Linked DNA regions of Rattus norvegicus: region 1 is linked to region 2. Evidence: chromatin contacts called from public Hi-C data. All regions are on one chromosome and are shown on one strand. Each heading gives the region's core, a stretch centred on a gene start, on an enhancer-like site or on the middle of the called end of the contact. The rest is flanking DNA. Distances are from core to core; before and after follow the strand shown. Region 1 overlaps Kalrn (kalirin, RhoGEF kinase). Region 2 holds the start of Kalrn (kalirin, RhoGEF kinase).

Region 1 (7,116 bases), core at 4,184-6,683, 44 kb after region 2:
AGTGAGATTGAATGATTTATACTGAGTGGGGCAAGGGTCCTCTTGGCCGAGTGATGGAGAAGAAAAGGCAAGTCCATTCTGGCATGACAGCAAGCGCAGAGTAATGGAGTGAGAAAAAGTGAGGGGCCAGAGCCTCTTCCATTGTGGGGAGGATGGTAAGAGTGTGGAAGGCAGTGGATATCTGTAACATCCTGTTCTGGCTTGTTTTCTCATCTTGCTCTCAGAACAGGAGAGCTGAGATGGCTGGGGGCACCCTGAGAACACAGTCCTGATGCAGGGGTTTGCTGCTAGTTACTTCTTACAAGAGTCTCCAAAAAGCCTTCCGAGGCAAACTGTGGTTATTTTTTTCCCGTTTCCAGAAATATTGCAGATTGGAAGAAGAGGGAAGTTCCCCTCTTTGAGGGAAGACTGGGGTTCAGAGGAAGAAAATGGCTGGCAACCACATTCTGGGTATGGGGTAGATACAGGGGCATGGCTTGAGGCTTCTGAGCAAACCAGGGTCTGTGAGGAGCAAGGGTGAAGGGCACAGTTTTCCCTGAACAGCACAGGGTGTGGATGCTTGATCCTCTGAGTTGGTGCTTTTATGGGTCTGGAGGGGAGTATGGAGAACGAGGGAGGCAAGAATAGCTCTGGCCCGAGGGTAGGGTGTTGACATCCCACCATCGCCATTAGGCTGCATCTCAACCTTCCCAGGATCTGTCCTGTGGTTTCAGGAGACCCCTCTACAATTCCCGCTATCCTCCAGAAGCCTTCTTTCTGTCTCCAACTGTGACCTCCGGGGTTGGTGAAGGCTAAACCTTTAACTAGAACTACACATTCTGTCTGCCAGATTCCCTATTAGATAAGCAGCATAGCTGGTCTTTTCATTCATGACTCTCTCACTTTGAAGTCCCCTAGATCTGACTAAAGGAGGGAACCTAGGTAGGGGAGGGAGAGCTCTTCCCCCCCCCCCACTATGAGCATTTGTACCAAAGAACACTGTTGCCTTGGCAACATTCTTGCTTGGGCTTTGGTGCTCAGAATATCTGACAAATCCACATATTTGGCACGCAGTGGACAGAGATAGAGAATCATGTCAAGGAATAAATCTCAATCAACACTTAGTGGCAATTCCAAAGATTAAACGAACAACGGAGGCAGGATATGAGACAGCTGCTGAGGTCTGGAAGGATTCCCCCGAGTTCTTCCCCTCCTTGCCTCTTCTCCCTCCCACTGCCATAACCCCACTTCTGTGAAGCTCCTTGTCGTGTGCAGTTCCCAGCGTGAACTGGATTGCAGGGTCTGGTGCTGGATGCAAGGATGAGTCAGGAGCCTGATGTGTGGCTGCAGCTCAGGCCTTGGAAAGATATTACAGGAAGCACGGCATCATCTTCCTGCTGGGAAGAGGAAGGATGCTAACCAGAGGGAGCATGGGTTCTCCTATCTTGCCCATGTCTATGGTTGTCGTGGAAGCGGTCATACAGATATGAGGAGACGGTGTCTTTTGCAAAGATGTGTAGGTTCAGAGGAATGCAGAAAGGTCTAGCACTGGGTCACAACAGAGTCCCTATGTAGCAGAGACTTGCTTTTCTTTCATCAAGCAGCCAGCTCCCAGCTATGGAGCTCAGAACACTCCTTTTTCCTTTGTGAGCCCTGTTATCTCCCTGGATGCAGAGTAATGAGGGTCAGAGGCACGCCCCGTGAGTCGTTCTCTGCAGAAGCGTGCCATGTGGGTGCTGTGTGTCAGTCATGGCGGACGTGTTGAGTAAGTGGCGCTCCTTCAGAAACAGAAGCAAGTGTTGCGCCTTGTGGGGCTTCCTGTGGTACGGTCATCCAGAGTCTCTTCAGGGCTGGCCTTCTGGGGCATTAGCTTCCGTTATTCCATCTGCATCAGCCTCGCTTCAGACCCTGTAACTGGCCACTCCTCTCTGCTCGACCAAGGGCAGCTGTGCAGTGTCCCTCTTCCCTGAGAAGGACAAGGAGGATACTGTGGAGGGAGAGACAACACTTTAGGGTATAATAATGAGGGATGCAAGAGGGGTTGAGGCATTCAAGGGAATCCAGGGCCCCCCTCATGCAAGAGTTTGCAGGGAACACAGGCATCAGAGCTGAGTGGGGGTGGAGCCAAGTCTTGGGTTTGGATATCAAGAGACTGTGATCAATTTTGAAGGGAGTTTCAGGAGAAAGGCAGGACAGGGGATGCATGTGTGTGTGTGTGTGTGTGTGTGTGTGTGTGTGTGTGTTTCTGCACCATCCTAATATGCTTCTCGGTGTCTGGTCATAGTCTCTCCTGGTATACCTTGGTCTCTGTTACTTAACCTCATGAGTGATGGAGATGGCCCTTCTGTGGTACTTTGTGTCCCACGTCATTTCATGAACTTTCCAGCCAGCGGGGTTCTCTCTTCCGTGACACCCTCTCATCTGGTGATCAGGGCTGACGGAGATGAAACTTGTCTTCCAGGATCCCTTGCCCCCTGGTTTCATACTTCAGTAGCCTACCCAAATAGAGCCAGCGACTCCAGCTCTAAAAAGCCCTCCTCCTCCTCCTCCCCCTCCTCCTCCTCTTCCCCCTCCTCCTCCATGCATTAAAATGCTTGCTCCTGCAGACACCTGATACTCTTTACTCATGACTGGTAACAGCTTAATGGGCTATTCCTCATTGAAGAGTTTGTAATGTAAGAGAAGCATGCTGAGCCAAGGAGACAAACCTCTAATAGTAAAATTTCAACTGCCACAGTGAAGGTGGCACATGGAGCCCCAGGCTGTGTTTATTGATGAATTCTTCATTTCCTTCAGATTTTTGAGGAGGAAATTTAGTTTCAGGTGCCCACAATTTGCCTGCTCATCAGGTGAATCGTGATCAATATGTAACAGGCAGAAGGGGAAATGGCCTCTGTGTGTGTGTGTGTGTGTGTGTGTGTGTGTGTGTGTGTGTGTGTGTGTGTGTGAATAACACTACAAGAGACGCAAAGAACAGTGACGGCTCTCGTGAGGTGACAATTCAGTTTTCCTGGCACAGCCTGTGTCCTGTGCTATGCTAGGTGTTTGATGATGGTTTACTTATCAGAGAGGTTGTGGGTTTCCCACACTCAGCCAGGTAGAACAGCAATGCCCTTCACCTTAGTCTTCCTGACTCCCGGATCTCATCCTTCTCGGTATGCCAAGATGCTGGACAGACACCTCATGATGGCCCACAGTGTAGCACAGCGGGAATTACTGCTTGGAATAGTTAAGTGGGCCCTTCCCAGGCTGGACCCATAAGCGTCACTCAGTGGGGATAATTCGCCCCTGACTATCTGCTTGAGCTCTCTCCTTGTGACGTCTCTTAAGAGAACATACAGTCCCCGGGACACAAAGCCGATGTCCCACCTTCCCTGGGGGCTTGAGAGCAGGGAGGGCTTGCCTCTCCCTGGGTGACGACCAACCATCTCCTATTCTTGCAGCTTTGGCTCACTTGTCCTGAGAGTCCGGGCCCTGTCACGTGGAGTGACTCTAGATCTAGTTCCTGTCCCCTGTGGCAGTGTGCTCAGAAAGCACCACCCACCCATTTAAGCTGAATTATGGTTTGTTTTGCAAGCAGTGTCTTGGAGGAACCTTGGCAGAGTTGTGAAATGGGGTTAATCTGCCTCATTACCACCTTCTCCTCTGTTATTAGTTTTCCTGGGCTTTTCTAGTTCTGAATATGCGGCTCATTCTCTTGAGAGCTGGTGACCTTATTCTCTCAGGAGAACAAGAGTTGTCTCTTTGTTCTACAAATGCCTGGGAACCTGGGTGTCCTCACCAACCTCAGTCTTATCTGCTAGTTCCAGTGGGGTGGGGGTGCCTTCACCTCTTGCCACATGGCCCTTCCTGGGCTCTGAGAGTCACTACTTCCCTCTGCGCCTGTTTCAAACATCTATCATCTTGGATCAACAGTCAGTGGATTTCTGCAGCCTCTGACCGAAGCCTGGAGTCCCCGCCTACAGCTGAAGCTGCCCGTTCTATCTGGGTAGCTTCACAGCAGCCCACCTCTGAGCTGAGAGGTCTTCCACCACCCTCTGCTGCCTTTTGTCTTCTGGGTGAAGCTTTCTTTCCCTCAAATGGCGTATCTTTATTCCCTTCTCCTGGACATCCTCAGCCTGCATCCATGAAGTCCAGGTCTAATCCCCTACGGCATCCTGTTTGGAAGCAGCCGTCCACCATTTAAACAGTATTACGATTTAAAAAAAAAATACTCGTTTGACACTTTTTGTAGTGCCTCACTAACTATTAATCTCCATGTTTTTCCCTAGTCATAAATTAATTCAAATCAAATCCTGTTTCATATATCACTGGCTCCTTTAGTACCCAGCGCATGACAGATGTTGGCTGCTGACCACCCTATGCTTTCTGTTCACTCTCGGTCTGGTTGTAGCTGGTCCTCACCGAGCACTCTTCCTCTGTGAACCCTGCCTAGTTCCAGCTGTTCGGCCTCTCTGCCCGAATTCTCTCCCCCAGTCTCTGCTCACACCTCCCTCTCCTAGCTACCCAGCGTCTTGGAGAAGCAGTGTGTGTTAGTGGAGGTTCTGCAGCTCAGGGTTCACACCTCGGTTCTGCAGCACAGCTTTGAGTGAGCTTCCCAGTCTCCCCGAAGCTTTGCCATTCCCTGCCCCACTGTTCTCAGCCCCACCCCTTCCAGGGAACCCTTCCTAAACATTCCACAAGATAGTCAGCCCTACCCTCACCCAAACCCTGTATTGTGTGCAGTGTCAAAGACATAAGTGTTGCATGCGAAACATTGTTTGGCCTGACTCTCTCCATTTAAGAGGTCAGGCGCCCGAGGCCCTGAGGTATGGGGTTCACTTGTTTCCCAGAACAGGCCCAGTGCTGAGCCAGGTCTTGCACACAGTCTCAGGTCACGAGGATGTATCTGTCATCACTGGGCTGCCCCCTGCCTACCACGAGCCCATGTCTTCCTTCAGCAAGGTGCCTTTACCTCCTACCCCTCACCGTGCTCCTGCAGGTGACGATGAACCTAGAGGAGCTTAGAAAACACTTACTGGCCAAGCGTCTCTAAGCATGTGAGCTCTATCCCCTGGTGGTGGGCTCTTATGTTCAATCTCATATTATTTGTCCCTTTTTGGCATCAGCACGGGTCTACTTATACCTGAAGGTTAATTTCAAGCTTCCAAACAAGGGCTTTTCTGTGGTTCCTGGGGCTGTCCTCATAATCTCCTAACTGCCTCCAGAGAGCAGACGCTGTGGCACATCCATTTACACGAGCCTCTTGGGGTGAGGCCGGCAGGTGCAGCCTCAGTACTGCTGTGCACCCCACTTGGTCTCCCACTCTGTCCTCCTCCAGCCTCCCCCATACCCGGTCCCACCCCCCACCCACTCCTGCGCCATGCTGCTTTCCCTGCTCTATGCTGCTCTTCCTGCTCTGGCTAAGAATAAATCATTGCGGTTGCATAGCAACCAGTTTGGTTTCCTCTACTCCTCCTTCTCCTCCCACAAAAGTGCTTCAGCTCTAAATTTAAGGTAGTGTGTCAGGAGGTTCTGTTACCACACAGAGGCCCTGGAACTCCTCTATAGCAGCTGGCTCTATGGAGATAGGAACTGTGGCTGCTTTGTTCACTGTGCTGCCCCCAGACCCTGGCACAGGTCTCAGTACTGGACACACACTAGGTATTTAATGTATACCAATTTGATGGTGAATGAGTGCGTCATTTTTTTCAGAATCCTACAGTTGGGATGTGCCTCTGGGAAGGGGATTTCTCTGATGGTCCACAGGGCACCTCTTTGGGGTGGATGTTACCCTTCTCCTTTCCACCAGTCACCTAGCAGGTGACACACTGAGAGGAGGCACGTGTGTCCTCATGTCTGCCTGCCTTTGGATGGTGACGATGCTTTTCTTTTTTTCCTACAAGCTGATGGCTCAGACAAACCACACAGTTGATGGAGTCATAAGGAAGGAGCCTGTCAACTCAGGCTTCCTCAGTCCTGCATTGGGAAGGAGTTTACTCTTTGGTGCTGTCGGCAAGCTGGGCCTCTCTGAACGATGATGTCACTGTACCCTGGGTTTGAATCTCGCTCCTGCTGCTTGCAAGAGGGGTGGTCTGAGCAGAGCCCAAAATTTAGCTCGCAAATTATAAAAACCATAGGAGGGAAGCTACTAAGAAACAAGGGTCCTTTTCCATTTGGGTGCGGAGGCAAAATTATCCCAGAAAATGCCTGTTAGTACTGGCAAGGTAGCATCATCAGTATGCAGCAGGCTGGGCTGGAGGGACTGAAACAAGCAAAATTTAGCAGTTCTGATGCTCTGAAAGCTTCCAGTGATGACGAAAAAGCTCCAAGTTCAGCAAGGAAGTCTATGACTTCAAACTGTTCTTAAAGCAGGGCAGATATCCAGAACAAATAAAGGGATATTTTCTGTTGTAGGGCAAATCCCCTGAACAACGAAAGCTATCAGGTGGGTAGGAAGGGGAGACCCAAGGAGCGTCTGGTTGAGGTGTTTTCCCAGCATCTAATTCATTTTCTTTCTTCCTTTTTTTTCCACCTTAAAAAAATGTGTTGGATTTCACAGCTGATCCCCCAACCACCCTCTGTTCATCTCCTGCTAGATATCCCCACACAGCATTCAAATTAGCCCCGTATGCAGCTCAAGGAGTGGGAAAGCCAGGATGCAGAGGGAGAATGACAAATTCAGGGGCTCCTCCAGGTCGTGCAAGCACTGGGGTGGGGCCTCTGGCAGTCAAAAATAACAGCACCCCAGGAAGTATCCAAAGATCAGAAGCTGGGGCTGCCCCAAGAGCATACTGCTGGTGTAGCTCCTGGGTTCAGCCACCCCTTCCTGGCTCCTGGACACAGGGCAGTAGATACTCCATGAGTCCATATGTTTGTTACCCATGTCTGCCCTCAGTAGGCAGATGGCATCTCTTATCCCCGTTCCTGGCCTCTCTCCCCTGGAAGTCTGCAGTCTCAGACATGATGTTGGACTTAGAAGCCTCCAGAAACACAATTGATGAACAACCATTAGATTAATAAGAAGTAAATGAGATGAAGTGTTTGCATCCTGTGTACGCAGAGGCCGGTGAGGCTCAGGGGACTTCTGGGTGAGTATTCCAGAAAGTCCCAAAGTTTCTTGATCGAAAAAGGCAAGGATGAGGCAAATTCATGCTT
Region 2 (7,042 bases), core at 3,483-5,982:
CTCAGAGGAAGCAGACCCAGATAGAGGAACCTTATACGGCTGAGAAACAGCTCTGTCAGTTGGTTGGGCTGTTGGGGTGGTGCCCTGAAGGTGGAGTTTGGTGCAGTGGGGAGCTTCTTGTGGTTTGCTGGAGAAGAAGGAGTCCTCAGAGGAGGACAGGGAAGGGTGAGGGTAGATTTCTTCTACTTGACAGAATGGTTTTAAGCTGGTGCTGTAAGAGGTTTTGTGATCTCTTTCTAGATTAGGAGAGAGAGAGAGATCTCCCTGAGGTCAGTGGTAAACAACGGGAAAGCTACATAAATGGCAGGGTCAGTGCAGGCCAATCAGCCCTGTCTTGAGGTGACATTTAAAGCCATCGTACAGATCGGCAGTGGACCTGGGGCAGAAGGAATGTTTTCTGAAGCTCAAAGGGAGCCAAGGATCAATTGTGTGTCTAAGAGCCATTTTGTCTACCCCTTCCTGTGTGGTCCTCTGCTAGATCTCTCTCTACTTTGGAGAGCCTTCCAGGAGAGAGAACTCAGGGTTCCTCTGTCCTGGACTCCTAGGGTGTGTGGGCAGGCAGGGTACTTTGTGGAGTTTAACCAAAATACTGAAATGAAGCCAGTGCTGAAAGTAAGAGAGGAGAGCTGTGACAGAGCAGACAGATCACCATCAAAGAATCACCCAGGGGAGCTGAGTAAAGATTCAGGCCTCTGGGAGTGCGGCATCTGCATGAACTGCCACCCCTCCAAGGTGAATCTGCTGCCCATTAAACTTTGAGAACTCTGAGATGAGAATGGTGACATTAGCTGGAGAGGCCTCTTGGGAGAGGTGGACTTAGATTTCAGAGTCTGGGTGATAAGTCTTTCAGATATTGTCCTCATGTGAGGACCCAAGGAGTGTGTTCACCTGGGGACACCCGGCTCTCACAGGAGAGGCTGGCAAGCGTCCACACCATTCCCTAGATGGTGTTTCCGAGATGTCCTGACTTCCACTTACCGCTTGGGCAGTATTTGCTGAGGGGACAGAAGTGCTGTGGAAGGTGACTGAGGATGGTGTCTGCCAGAGGGTTTGGTTCATGTTGGAGCCAAAGCACAACTTGCAGGGCAAAATGGTTGGCTGGCTGAGCCTACTTCCTGGTGTGGGGTAGGAGGAGAACACGGTGTCTGTTGAGCAGTCTTCATTCTGGTTCACAGATACCAGCAGCTGTGCCACCTCACGTGTGGCCTTTACTTGCCGGTTAGCTGCACGCATCTGAGGCATGTGGATTGTGCCACTGAGGGAGCAGAGGTCCCGGTTGTCCTGGGAGGTGAGTGGGGAACTCTCTGGGACCTGATTGGTTCTCTCCTCCCTCACTTCTTCTTGCCTTCTGCTCCATCCACTTATGCTGGCTTTATCCGGTTGAGAACACAGTGTTTCTTCTTTTGGGTGGGTGAAAAGATGGAGAGAGAACAGTGCCAAGAAAGGAAGAAGGAACGCCGAAGGGAAGGGAACACATCGTGGTTGTGGCAGTGAGTATCTGCAGAGGAACCAGGCAGGCAGCAGCCCTCTGCAGTGGTTGGGTGCTATTGGCCTGCAGTCACTGATTTCAGCGGAGGGGGAAAGAGCCACACAGACAGGAATGGCTGCCCCCGCTTTGGCTATCATGAAAGAGCCACCGTCCTATCATTGTTTAAGACAAAACAATAACAACAACAACACCCTACCTACCTAATAAGGTCCTGTCCTGGCAACGTTCTGTCCTTTCTAATTGCACCACAGCTGAATGGCAAGCCTAGCAGTCTCTTAGAACATTTTATTCAACTTCTACCATGGCTGTTTTAAAGGAAGGCTTACAAGGCTCTGTGGGAATAGCAGAAATGAGCGGCGGTGGGCTGGGAAGCACCAAGACGCCCTGCTTAAAGGACTGAAGCCAACTGAGAGTAAAATTCCAGGCTGAATAGCTTCCTCCTGGGTTTGACCCAATGGGTGATGCTGTGTTCCAGGGCTCACTGTGTGTGGCGAGGTGCGTGCACCCATGTTGTTCTTAATTCTTTCTTCTGTAGAGAATGACACCAAGTAAGAGAGGAGCTCCAGTTGGCCTCCTCCTTCAGGCCCACTATCAGCACCAATAGAGAGTTATAGTTTATATATGTGCTTATAAGGGCATGAGGGCTGCCTGTCTGTTCCCCAGGTGATGCTCCTCCCACAGTCCCTCTCTGTCCAGGTCTTCTGTTGCGGTAGGAGTCTCACATTTCAAGTTTCATTTAAGAGGCTTTAGGAAAAAATGACTTTGGCATTCTTATTTGGAAATGCGCTCTCTGGCCAACTGTAAGCCACTGACCAATGGGACATATCAAAGGCTTGTTTGTCAGTCATCATATATTCTGTGCCTGTGGCATGCTGGCACTGCCCCTGCTTCTTGAGCACTGCTGTTAGCATAGCCCCACTGTGAAGGTCTTCCACCTCTCCAGGAAAGGTGCTACATTCTCTAGGGAATGTCAAGGTCCAGAAAACGTGATGAGGGGGAGCCAGCTCACACCTATGTACCATTTGAAACTTGTTCAACTTCTTGAAAGATGACTTTGGTTCTCTTTAGACAGGGAAGGTAATTCTTCTCCAACAGAGCTCTCGGGGTGGTTAGGGCCCAAAGGAGCTGACAGATGCGAAAGTACTTTGTGAGCTAAGAAGTACTGGCCACATGTGAGTGAGCCATAGAGTCTTGTTATTCACAAAAGGGAGGACTATGGACCATTTCTCTCCAGAGAGGAGAGGACTTTGCATTTTTGTGTTAATGACTCACGAGATTCTTGTCCATTTAAGGCAGTAACAAAATTGCACTAACAGAGCCTGAGAGGTATCTCCTTGGGTGGTGAGGACTCCGCTGTGTCCCACAGCTGCCCTTTAAGAGGTAAGAAGGATACTGGGCAGGGCAAGGGGTGGAGATTGTGGCTCCACCTACTTTCTCCCTCTTCCTGCTAGTTCCTGGACGTGCCTCCTGCCTAGTCTGAGTCCTTTAGAAACATGCAAACTATTTCTTTTGGCTCTTTTAAAGGAAGGCTTATGGGGCTCTGTGGGAATAGCAGAAATGAGTGGGGGTGGGCTGGAGAGCACCAAGACGCCCTACTTAAAGGATTGAAGCCAACCGAGAGTAAAATTCCAGGCTGAACAGCTTCCTCTTGGGTTTGACCCAATGGGTGATGAGTCCCAGAAATGGCAGATGCTGGAGGAGAGCCCCTTTGACTCCAGATGCCTGATGGAGACCAGGAGGCTGGGAGTAGAAGCTGCCATAGGTAAGCCGAAAAACAGCTGTGGGGAATGTGCACTTGGCTGTTGAATGGAGGTGCTCTACACCTGGAGTCCCCTCTGCTTTCCTTTCTGTGATCAGGATCCCCTGTCACCCGAGGGACAGCCTTCTCATGTAAGTGGCCAGCCTACTGACCAAGCAGCCTCAAGGGAGGCAAGAATAGAGCACTCTGCTCCTGCTCTTGAAACGTCTGCAAGCCTGAGTCAGTGTCCAGAGGCTGACGTGCTACAGTCAAGCGATAGTCAACGCTTCTCCTGCCTTCCACGTGGAAAGGTGTGGGTTACCTAGAATCCCTTGCTTGTTCTTTCAGTCAGTCGACACTCACTTGCATTAAAGATTGAAGTAAAAGTCACTTGAATGCTTCTGAGATAAGGCACTACATTAGGCACCTTGAAGATTAAGGAGCAGATCTGAACTCCATGTCGTTTATGTTTCGGTAAGGTAGACAAATTGTATACAGAAGAGAAAGTGGATTGAAGATGACGTATAAAGGAAGGAAGATTGGGGACGGCCTGGACTCTGTGGCATTTGAGTCAGACATTGGAAGATTTAGGGTTTGACCCTAAGAAGGGGTACGGAGAGAAGGGGCCCTGACAGGAGGTATTGGATCAGGGGCATAGGATTAGAAGGTCAGAACTATAGCGAACCATTTTGTAGGGGCAGGGGAGAAGGGCAAAGAGAACCTTTTGTCTGCTTCACTTACCTGTGACACCAGGAGCTTCCCTCCTTCGTGCTGAGCCTCATAGTTCCTCTGTGAATAAAATGCTGGTCTTTCCAGTCATAGAGGAGGAAGCTGAGGCAGAAGGCCAAGAGGTGTTAAGTAAGAACCAGGATTTGAACTTGAAAGTAGCATTGCAGTGCCCAGTCTCTCCTTAATAGAATCTCTGAGGGGAAGTAGGGAGAAAGGACCCACAAGCCCTTTTCTAGTTGTGAGGGTCTAACAGATTTGGACAGGGAGCACCTGAGGTCCTCACAACGAGGCAGTCGGACTCCTGGACTTTTTGGACTGATTCCAGAGTCCAGGATGGTTGAGCATCTGGCTTCTCATTCATCCAACTATTGGGAGAGCCACTGGCCTCTGTGTGGGAGGAGATACTAGAATGAAATTTTAAACGTGGCCTTCTCTGTGGATTTTCATTCCCAGGGCTACCTCAAACCTTGCTACTGTGCAAGAGCCCTCCCTGACTCCCTCCCCCGCACTCCAGCCTCCCCTGGGGTTCATGCAGGCTCAGTCTGCACACGGCGTGTTCTGCATTTGCTCCTTTGTTGCTGTGAAACGGGCTCACAGCACAGTCAGCCCCTGTGTGGGAGGACTGGTGGCTGTCTTTACAGGCAGGCATTTGCTTAGAGCAGGCTGCGTGTGAGCCCAACACCCGAGAATCTGCCCTCCTTGAGTCGGTGGTGGTGGTGGTGGTGGGATGAGGCTCTGCCCTGGAGACTGGCTGTGAAGGATGAGTTCAGGGTGGGATGACGGACCGCTTCTGGGACCAGTGGTATCTTTGGTATCTCCGCTTGCTTCGGCTTCTGGATCGAGGTATCCTGAGTGCGTATCTGGTCGTGTGTCTCTCTGTGTATGGGTGTATGTATATAAGCATATGTGTGTGAGAGAGGCATAGACAGAGAAAGGGATAGCAGAGATGGGAGTGGAGGGGCAAGAGAAAGAAGAGGGCATGGAGCAATGGCAAGCAGCCAACCTACAGCAGATGAAAGAGGGGCTGTTTTCCTGGGGACATGACCTAGCTGGGCGTGGGGAGCACAGAATCATTTGGGGGACAGCTGTACAGCACAGTCAGGTTTCTTGCTGGGGTTTTTCACCCAGCAACTTAAACTGTCTTTCGGGGCTCTCTACAGAGCACATGGGAAGTGATGCAGGGAGGAGAATGGTCCCTGCAGCTGAATGCTGGGGGAGACCTTTGCTGATCCCTCTCTCAGTCCAGCTCTGTGACCATAGCTGGATTTGTGTGTTCCTCTGAGCTTGTTTCCCCATCTGCGAAATGGGCATCCAGGCCCTATCTGCCATCGTTGTTGCTTCATTCCTGCATGTAAAATGTGCCGTCACCTCTAGTGTGCACACTAGGTACTCAGTTAATGCAAAGTTCCCCCGTGCCTGGCTCTCGTCAGCATCATAGAGCTACAGCACTCGTCCTGGGGACAGCTCCCTTTGTGGCCTGTCTGTAGATAGAGTCCTCGAGAATTTGTGGTTAGGGAAAAGAGAGCCAGCTCGACTCGTCAAGTTACTCTGACCTTAATACACGTCAGCCACCTTTATTGCTGCAATCAAATATCCTGGTGCTTTCCCACAAGTCCAGACCCTCCACTGTAAAGAAAGACCACTAGGAACTTCATGTAGCAATTGCTTTTTAAAATGTTGGCTGTGCATTCGAAAGCTTTTGGCTCCTTTAAGAAGTTTTGGCAAGAGCGAGACAAAATCTTTCATGAAAATATGGTCCTGGCAAAGCTCTGCTACCCACCTCAAACAATATCCCTCTCATCAGGGGTCGTCTCAGGTCCAGCCGGAGGCAGATACCAGGTGGAAGCAGAGCTGCCCAGAGCAGGTGTGCCGGGGCTTTATCGGAGGAGAAATCAAAGATGGAGGGACCCAAGCCAGCATACATGGGAAGCAGGCTTTCGAGAGCACCCAGAAACACCTCTGGGAAGCCAGACTTGAGATGAGATGAGGATAGAGAAGGGAGCCAGGACTTTGTGATGGTGGAGCTCAAAGATGGGGGAGGGTAAGACAACCACCTCTTTTCTGTGTGATCTCAGCAAGTTATCACCCCCCACCCCCATGTCTCTGTGTCTCCTCTCCTCCCATTATAAAAAGAGATGGCTACAGCAATGATGCCCATTTGAGGCGTCCCTGTAGGGGTTAAGTGAGAGGTCCCAGTGCCAGGAACAAAATGCCCCTTGACTGTTAGGGCTCATCAACATCTAGTTCCCACTCTCCTGCCGACTTCCCGGGAAAGGCAGGAACAGGTGGCATGCAGCAGCCCAGAGCTGAGTAAGCTGCGGAAGAGCTGTGAGAGGCATGGAAACAATGTATATTCTTGTGAACAGAGGCCATGCTCAGATTAGCATATCATACCAATTTAAAGAAGAAACTAGATGCCAAAATATAAGTTATATTTATTTTCAATTTTCACAAAATGCTGGAACCCATGAACTGCCAACTTGTTCCAAGTACTAGCTTCATTACTCTCTAAGGGTCCTTGAATAAATAATTTGTCTTCAGCTCATCAGTCTTGGCTCAAAAAAAATGGGAGCATTAGTAATACCTACACCATACAGTTTGCAGGATCTCACATGATGAATTTGTGGATTTTCGGGTTCCCTAAATAGCAGAAATTGGCTGCCAGAAATGTGCATTCGTGCCGGCACGTTTGACCGTAGCGTGCATTCGCTATGGTCATTCCTGTAAACAGTGTCTCTAGGGGCTTCCTTAACATGAGGTCCAGACTGTTAGGGTCTCTGCTATCAATCAGGGCTGTTTTGGGTTGGACATTGCTCATGTCGCTCAGCTTTAGTTACTAGGTAACACAGTATTCTAAATGCCCACATGATACACATATATCAACGTTCAAACAGGATTCTTCCTATAGCAACTACTGTAATGCTAGCCGTCCTGGCATAGGAAATGGCACGTTGTGCAGATTGAGCTGGCTTGTGAGAAACGCTCAGCAAACATTAGTTGGATAAATGAGTGGATGAGCGAAGGGCCTGCCTTCCAGAGCAGCGAAGAGATTTCCCTCAGGTCTCCAGGGAAACAGAATGCAGCTC

Evidence for each region. A called contact is a pair of places that touch in the nucleus more often than the background predicts.
Region 1: a contact with region 2 is called in a Hi-C map of frontal cortex, with 1.4 times the contacts expected there. The contact joins the enhancer-like site here to the promoter of Kalrn in region 2. A contact is called at or near these places in 2 of 12 Hi-C or Micro-C datasets (frontal cortex and liver).

What each region holds. Positions count from the first base shown.
Region 1 is chr11:79,798,733-79,805,848 of GRCr8, forward strand. The region is part of intron 1 of Kalrn (kalirin, RhoGEF kinase); the gene reads left to right. Among named protein-coding and RNA genes, the nearest start is that of Kalrn, 42 kb to the left of the region's middle. Within about 2 kb of position 5,434, at least 45 of the 93 cell types and tissues checked have an H3K27ac peak or open chromatin away from gene starts, as enhancers often do.
Region 2 is chr11:79,755,429-79,762,470 of GRCr8, forward strand. It overlaps Kalrn (kalirin, RhoGEF kinase), which reads left to right and starts at 4,733. Exons shown (of 60, transcript NM_032062.2): 1 at 4,733-4,799. The coding sequence starts at 4,733.